Linked DNA regions of Pan troglodytes: region 2 is linked to region 1. The links are chromatin contacts, called in public Hi-C maps. All regions are on one chromosome and are shown on one strand. The core of a region is the stretch at or near the end of the contact, and the rest is flanking DNA. Distances in the headings are between cores, read along the strand shown. Region 1 overlaps GRIN2A (glutamate ionotropic receptor NMDA type subunit 2A). Region 2 holds the start of GRIN2A (glutamate ionotropic receptor NMDA type subunit 2A).

Region 1 (4,159 bases), core at 832-3,331:
GTGGTATGGTTGTGTTGCGTGTGTGTGCAGTGTATTTGCGTGGTGTGGATGTGTGTGTTGGGTGTGTTTGTGGGTGTGTGTGTGCACTGTGAGCGTGCGAAGTTGCGAGCGTGTATGTATAGTGTGGATGTGTGTGTTGTGTATCTGTGCAGTGTGGAGGTGTATTGTGTGTTTTTGTGGGTTGTGTTTGCATGTGCGCTGTGAGTGTGCTGGATTGCGAGTGTGTACCTGGTGAGTGTGTGGCTGCCGCACCCCTCCTCTGAGCGGTGCGGACCAGGACTCCCCTCTCTCTCGCAACCTTGCTCATTTGCTCAGGCTCCTCATTGCTGAGTGAGGGAGGGGGCTTCTGCCCAGCACCTGGTCCTTAGAAAGGCCCCTCCCAGGAGTAGAGCGAGCAGCCGCCCCCACTCCCGGGTGCGGACCCTCCCCGCGCAGACCCTCCCCACGCCCAACGCCACCGGTCCCTCCCGCTGCTGCGCAGTCCTCGCTGCCCTCTGTTCTGTAGGTGGCAGCCTTGGTAAGCCTTGCTCCCATCCTGCCCCTAGGGAGAGGAGCTTCAGCAAAAGACTTAGAGTTTAGCGTCTCGATTTTCAAACAAACAACTCTATCTTTTACAGTTTAAAAATGAAAACAGAAGATCCAGAGAATGCGCTTTTAAACAAAGCCACATTTACCTGAGACCCTGGGGATAGAGAGCAGGTTTTTGGTGCAGGTTTGGAGTGCAGTTCATCCCTGCCCCCGCTACGAATGCACATTTGTATTCGCCTTTGAGTCGTGAGCAAGAGAGCATCTGAGAAAACACGCTAGATGCAGCCAAACCTCTTTAAACCCTGGCACCAAGGAACAAGAGTGGGTCCCCCCTCTGCCTTTCTTTTCCACTCACTTTCTATCATCTAGTTGATCAACAGACATCAGTGGGGACATTGGGGGGTGGGAGGGGATGTCTGCTCCCTGCCGGGCGGGCACTGTGCTAGCGTCAGGGGCACAAAATAGAAGCAGACCTGGTTTCAGTCTGATGTGGGAAAGAGCTAAAGTAAACACGCAGTGAATTTGCTGCTGTTTGGGGGATGAGGGGGCCAGGGGGCTTCCTGGAGGAGGTGACACTGCCCTGATTTTTGAAGGACTAGTTGGAATTATCTAGGCCAGGGGACATTTGGCAATATCTAGGGTGGGTTTTTGTTTTTTTGTTTTGTTTTTTTTTTTGAGAAGGAGTCTCATTCTGTCGCCCAGGCTGGAGTGCAGTGGCGCGATCTCGGCTCACTGCAAGCTCCGCCTCCTGGGTTCACGCGATTGTCCTGCCTCAGCCACCCTAGTAGCTGGGACTACAGGCGCCTGCTGCCATGCCCGGGTAATTTTTTTTGTGTTTTTTATAGTAGAGACAGGGTTTCACCATGTTAGCCAGGATGGTCTCTATCTCCTGACCTCGTGATCCGCCCGCCTCGGCCTCCCAAAGTGCTGGGATTACAGGCGTGAGCCACCGCGCCCGGCCGGCAATATGTAGGTTTTTCTGTTGTCCAAACTGGGGATGAGGTGAAGTTGCTACTGGCATCTAGTAGGTAGAGGACAGGGATGCTTGTAAATAACCTACAGTGTGTGCAGGACAGCCCCCTCCAATGCAGAGTTATCCAGCCCCAAATGTTCGCAGTGCTGGGGTTGAGAAACACAGGTCTAGACAAGAGGAGGAAAAGTGCTGTGGTTTGAATGTTAGCGTCCTCCTAGAATCCATATGTTGAAATCTTGATCTCCAAAGTGATAGGCTGAGGTGGGGTGGAGCCTTTGGGAGGTGATTAAGTCATGAATGGGATTAGGGCAAGCCAGGCAAGGCAAAAATCTCTAGACCCTTCCACTGTGAGGACACAGTGAGAAGGCAGTGCCTGTAATCCAGGAAGCTGACCGTCACCAGACACCAAATATGCTGGCACCTTGATCTTGGACTTCCCAACCTCTGGAACTGAGAGAAATAAATGTCTGTTGTTTTTACGCGCAGTTTATGTGTTTTGTTACAGCAGCCTGAACAGACTAAGGCAGAAAAGCATTCCAGGGGATTATGATGTAGACTGGGAGGAGCTGCAGACAGCTGGGTTTGTCTGGAAGGACTGCTGGGTGTGGGAGAGGGCTTAGAAATGGGAGTAGAGCCAGGCACAATGATTCATGCCTGTAATCTCAACAATTTGGGAGGCTGAGACAAGAGGATTGCTTGAATCCAGGAGTTGGAGAGTAGCCTGGGCAACATAGCAAGACCCTGTCACTGTAATACAAAAATTAGCTGGGTGTGGTGGCATGTGCCTGTCTCAGATACTCAGGAGGCTGAGGTGGGAGGATCACCTCAGTCCAGGAGGTAGAGGCTGCAGTGAACTCTGATCACTCCACTGCACACCAGCCTGGGTGACAGTGCAAGACCCTGTCTCTAAAAAATAAAAACCAATAATAAAAGAAATAGGAGTAGAGAAGCTGTCAGATGGAGATGAATGAAGACCCTTGAATATCATGCTAAGGGGTTTAGACTTTATCTTAGGGAAGGGGAAACATTAAAGGGTTTTAAGCAGGTTTTAAGTAACTTAGTCCAATATACTTTTTAGAATGATCACTCTGGATAATGCGTGTCGGGTGCGGTGGAGGGTGGCAGGGCTGCACACGGCGGGGAGAGGCTTCAAATGCGGGCTGTTAGTGCATGCGAGCGGAGAAGTGATCACGATGTTTCCACAAAAGAACTTAGAATTGGTTTAGTTAATGCAGTGCAATGGAATGCAGTTATACAACAGGGTCGTTTTTATATTTCAAGAAGAAGAAAGCAATGGGAAGAAAAGCATTAGGGAGATAGAGTTTTGCATGGCTGCCGTGCCCTTTCATTTAAATGACTGACCAGGTCAGCATGTTGCATAAGGACACAGGCAAATTACTTCTGCTAACCGAGGCGGAACTCTCTGGTAGCCCAAATTCCAGTGCTCCATCCATCCAGGGAGGTGTCTATGAGATGACAGGTCATCAAGGCAAATAATGAGTTGTTTGTCTCCATGGCATGGATCCTCCTGGGATTGGAGGTGTCATCTGACAAGGCATCATGGGTTGTATCCCCCACCAAAACAAAATATATGTTGAAGTCCTAACCCTCAGTACCTCAGGATGTGACCTTATTTGGAGAGAGGGTCTTTACAGAGGTAATCAAGTTAAAAGGAGGTCATTAGTGTGAGCCCTAATCTGATAAGACTGGTGTCCTTATAAAGAGGGGAAAATTGGACACAGAAACAGACATGCAGAGAGGAGAGATGGTATGAAGCTGCATACAATCTTAAAAAAAATAATACTGGCCAGGCACAGTGGCTCACGCCTGTAGTCCCAGCATTTTGGGAGGCCAAGGCGGGCGGATCACAAGGTCAGGAGATCGAGACCATCCTGGCTAACACAGTGAAATGCCATCTCTACTAAAAATACAAAAAAAAAAAAAATTAGCCGGGCGTTGTGGCGGGTGCCTGTAGTCCCAGCTACTCCAGAGGATGAGGCAGGAGAATGGCGTTTGCAATGAGCCGAGATTGCGCCACTGCACTCCAGCCTGGGTGACAGAGTGAGAATCCATCTCAAAAAAAAAAAAAAAAAAAAGTAAGTACTAATATTTTTATTATGGCATAAATAGAATGCCATCTATGAGCCAAGGAATGCCTGAGGCTACCAGAAGCTGGAAGAAAGGCATGAAATAGATTGTCCTTCAGAGACTCCAGAGGGAACCACCGACACCTTGATCTTACACTTTTAGCCTCCAGAACTATGAGAGAAAAAAATTATATTGTTCAAGCCACCAAGTTTGCAATACTTTGCCACAGCAGTTCTAGAGAACTAATGCTAATACCAGTCACACAAAGTGATTGAAAAGGGGAGAAGTCCTGGTGAATTTCAGAAAAACCCCTGATCTCAGTTATGCAAGTGAGATCATCAGGGGAATCTGAATCAATCATGGTTTTTACCTGAAAGCAGTAGGCAGAAAGGAAATTAAATTCCATAGAAATCCATTAATCGTGCTGGGCATGGTGGCTCACGCCTGTAATCCCACCACTTTGGGAGGCCCAGGCAGGCGGATCACTTGAGGTCAGGAGTTCAAGACCAGCCTGGCCAACATGGTGAAACCCTGTCTCTGCTAAAAATACAAAAATTAGCCAGGCATGGT
Region 2 (4,159 bases), core at 495-2,994, 140 kb before region 1:
CCCTCCCTCCCCTCGTTGGTGGGCTGACCCTGCCTCTCCTTCTCTCCTCCGCCCCGTTAGAGCCCTGCTGCAGAGCCTCCGGCTGGGATAGCCGCCCCCCGTGGGGGCGATGCGGACAGCGCGGGACAGCCAGGGGAGCGCGCGGGGGCCGCAGCATGCGGGAACCCGCTAAACCCGGTGGCTGCTGAGGCGGCCGAGATGCTCGTGCGCGCAGCGCGCCCCACTGCATCCTCGACCTTCTTGGGCTACAGGTACGTCCCAGAGGGAGATCAGGGCTCCTTGGGCCGGGGAGGAGGGAGACTCGACCGGAGGGAGAGCGGGAGAGGGATCAGGCTAGAGAGGGAGAGGGAAAGCGGGAGGGAGCCCAGCGGCGAAGTGCAGGAGGGGCACCAGGGGGCGCTGCGGCTCCGCGCTCCGCGGCGCTTACCCAGGAACGTCGAGGCCTCTTGGAGTTCGCCTCAACTTCCCCCGGCTCCAGCAGCGTCCGTCCCGAGAGGCGCGCGTCAGGGCACGCGTGCACGACCGTGCTGGTATTTGCAGGTACGCAGGGCTGTGCACCTGCCGCCGTTCATGCGTGTGCACCACCTGAGGACATGTGAGGACTCCGGCTGGCCGTGGGCACCGCTACAGCAGTCTGAGGAAGTGCGCAGAAAAGCGCGCGTGCCTATGAGCGTGTGCGGCCCACTGCCCACGTGCACCTAGGACTTGGCAACAGCGCCCGCAGTAGAAAGGCTAGGGAGGGGCTGTACAGTCCACGTCCGTCTGGGAGCTTCTTGGGAGCCTACCTTTCCCCCTACGCACGTTCTTTGCCAGCTCCTACGCGCTGGCCCGCGGGGGGACGCGCCTACTCTCCAGAATTCAGCATTGCACACGGCGCGCGTGAGAGAGGGTGTGTGTGTGAACATGTGTGTGTGCGTGTGTGTGTGTGCACGTGTGTGTGCACGCGCGCGTGTAGGGGTGGGTCCTGGGCCCACTTGCTGTTGAGTGAAGGACTCTGCACGGCCCCTTGGCTCGAGGTGGGGCGAGCCCCAAGTTCCCCAGGCACAGCGGAGCCTGGGCCCACCAGGCAGCGTCCTCACTCCCAAGCACTTGGGGTGTACTCTGCCTGAGAGGAGCCGGGTCTGTAGTTGGGGCTGGGCGTAGAGCAAAGTGTGTGGTGCACACGACGGGCTCGCAGGGGGCGGGGTCAGCCAACTAGCTGAGCTCTCAAGCTGGGACGCGGGGTCTGGGTGCCGCCTCCGCACGCCCTGCGGGGTCTGTAGTTCGCTCCGCGCCAGCAGGGGGCGGGGTTGATAACTTGGTCCTCTCTATCCCAGGTGGGAGGGGTTGGATGGAGGGTTTATTCTGTGCACCTAGGAGCTTGGTGGGGTACAGAACACGCGCGGCGCTTAGGGTCTGTGGCCCGCGGCGAACTTGGGGAATGCGGTGGGGGATATGGACAGAGTTGGGGATGGGGAAGTGCCTGGAGACAGGGGATGAGGAAGCTGGATGCGAGAACGGGCTGGGGTATGGAGAATTAGCTCGAATTGGAGTTGTGGATAGAGTTAGAGATGGATCGAGGGATGTGGATGGCGTCGGGGACTGGGAATGGAGTCCGTGATCCCAGCAGCCTATCCTGCTGCTAAGTTCCATGCCTGGCTCCTAGAGCAGGAGGCCAAGTTGGTAATCCCTTTCTTCTGGTCGCCTTGCTCACCGCGGCCCTGCCTCTCACTCTTCACCTTGCAGGGACCGTCAGTGGCGACTATGGGCAGAGTGGGCTATTGGACCCTGCTGGTGCTGCCGGCCCTTCTGGTCTGGCGCGGTCCGGCGCCGAGCGCGGCGGCGGAGAAGGGTCCCCCCGCGCTAAATATTGCGGTGATGCTGGGTCACAGCCACGACGTGACAGAGCGCGAACTTCGAACACTGTGGGGCCCCGAGCAGGCGGCGGGGCTGCCCCTGGACGTGAACGTGGTAGCTCTGCTGATGAACCGCACCGACCCCAAGAGCCTCATCACGCACGTGTGCGACCTCATGTCCGGGGCACGCATCCACGGCCTCGTGTTTGGGGACGACACGGACCAGGAGGCCGTAGCCCAGATGCTGGATTTTATCTCCTCCCACACCTTCGTCCCCATCTTGGGCATTCATGGGGGCGCATCTATGATCATGGCTGACAAGGTAAGGCCGGAAACTGATGCCCTGCCAGGACCTGGGAAGCCACCAGCTGCATGGCAGCTGCTGCAGGTCTTCGGACGCCCCTAGAATCTGTCTTGATGTGAAGTGGGGGTGGGGGTGGGGGTGGGGGTGGGAGGGTCGTGGCCACTGGCCCTGGTGAGAACCAGGTCTTGCCTCTCCAACCCAGAAATGAATGGAAATGCCTTTTGCCTTGTTTCTGAAAATGGTGTACACCGGAGCACTTTGGTGTGTGTGTGCCAGGAAGCGCTCAGAAAACTGAGAAGTAGGCTGTGGGGTGGTGGTGGTGGCGGTGGTGGCATGTTTGGAGATTTACGAGTACCATGGGGCACAGAGGTGGGCCCAGGAGCACTGGAGACATATGCTTCCTATTTTCACAATGCCAGTTTTACCTGATTGTTTTGTGGGGAAATGTCCATTTTTTCCTCTTATGGTAAGTGACTAAAACTATTTCTAAAAATTATTAAATGTGGGTAGGTTCTGGAAGAAAATGCAAAGTTTTTAGGTAAAGCACAAAAGGGCAGAAAAAATGTCATGCTTCCTCTGACTCTGCAGTTAGAGGAACAGAGGTGGGGAGTTTGAGAAGCCCTGGGCCAGAGGAGCGGAGGAGAGACCCGTTCCTCAAGGGGAGTGGGTGGGAGTGGAGAGAATTAACTCCAAACCCAGAGCATGGAGGGCCTGGCATTTTCCTTATGTGTTCTTTGTCTGGGGCTCCAAGGCCCTCAGATGAAGGAGTTGGCTCCTGAACAAAGATGGGTCTTGGTACTAAAGTTGGAGAGTCTCAAAATGCAAGAAAGAGTGTACAAAAATCCGTTGGCTCTGAATGAGAGGGAGGGTCTTTTTTGTGGACAGCCTGGGAGCTTTGGTTTGGAGAAGAAGGGAGAGAGATTTGAAGGCGATGTTATGACAGCCTGGTTTGGGAATTGCACAGAAGTGGAGGGAAGGAAGAAGGCTGGAATGAAGAAGTAAAGTGAGGAATGAGAAAAAAGGGAAAGATTGGAGTTGTGTGTGTACTGTCCTCTAAGTCCTGAGAAAAGATTGGGAGTTCAGAAGGCGAGGAAAGAGTAAGTGTACTTGTGTGCCGTAGCCTCTAGCCCTGAGACCTTCTTGGAGAGTGTCCCTTAGATGGCAGGAGATATTCTAGTGGAGTGAGCAGACATTCACTGTAGCGCTTTCCTTTTGATGCTCTCAAAGCACTTTTATATTCATCACATCAGCTTTTGCTTCTGTTTCAGCGATTCCTACCAGCTCCTTTGGTAACCGTATTAATTCTTTCAGGTCTCCTGGGCTGCAGCACATTCAGCTGAAGCACACAGTTGATGCAGTGTCTTATTAAACATTCATTTTAAATGATTTGCAGGCTAGCAGAATTCCTGTGTGTAGCTGAGCATTTTCCCAGACACTTCTCAGTTTTGGGGGGCTCCTGTCTGGGAAGAAGAGAGTAGGGACTAGCCATGCTCTGCCACCACTGACAATTTCAGAACTGGAGAGCATCTTAGGGTTTCTTGGAGCATGCTGTAACTTTCAGATGAAGTGACTGAGCCATAGGGGAGTTAAGGGAATTTGCCAAGACCACATAGTGGCTGATGTAGCTAGGTAGCTGAATTTCTGATCCCAAGCTGTGATCTTCCATTCCACTAAATCAAGCCCATACTTTAATGATGTCATCCATCTTCAGGAGGGACAAGGGATCAGTTTCATTTTGTGGGAGGGGCTGAGCATGGAGAGCTATGATGAATCACAGCCTAGAGGGCTTTTGTGTGGGAGGGGCCAATCTTCTAAAGAAGGCATTGAGGGAGAAGAACAGCCGGTTTCCAGCCACGCCTTGGAGTATGATTTTGGGATTTAAATATTACCACGGATCCCTTCTTCCTTCTTGAGTTTTTCTAAAGGAGTGATAGACTGGAAACAGTAACCATACTGAAAGTGAAATTTCTGGATCCATGAGGGTTTGGCACAACCCAATGGAGAAATCTGGGAAAAGCTG

The links. A called contact is a pair of places that touch in the nucleus more often than the background predicts.
Region 2: a contact with region 1 is called in a Hi-C map of stem cell-derived neural progenitor cells, with 2.8 times the contacts expected there. The contact joins the promoter of GRIN2A here to the enhancer-like site in region 1. A contact is called at or near these places in 1 of 7 Hi-C or Micro-C datasets (stem cell-derived neural progenitor cells) and 1 of 1 datasets of contacts at active chromatin or transcription factors (stem cell-derived excitatory neurons).

What each region holds. Positions count from the first base shown.
Region 1 is chr18:12,662,828-12,666,986 of NHGRI_mPanTro3-v2.0_pri, reverse strand. All of the region lies in intron 1 of GRIN2A (glutamate ionotropic receptor NMDA type subunit 2A), which reads left to right. LOC107968785 (a long non-coding RNA gene) reads right to left here. Exons shown (of 3, transcript XR_008539734.1): 3 at 2,707-2,967. Among named protein-coding and RNA genes, the nearest start is that of GRIN2A, 140 kb to the left of the region's middle. Within about 2 kb of position 2,081, at least 1 of the 24 cell types and tissues checked has an H3K27ac peak or open chromatin away from gene starts, as enhancers often do. A contact at or near this core is called in stem cell-derived neural progenitor cells, where this site is marked.
Region 2 is chr18:12,805,301-12,809,459 of NHGRI_mPanTro3-v2.0_pri, reverse strand. GRIN2A (glutamate ionotropic receptor NMDA type subunit 2A) reads left to right here and starts at 1,744. Exons shown (of 12, transcript NM_001034189.1): 1 at 1,744-2,157. The coding sequence starts at 1,744.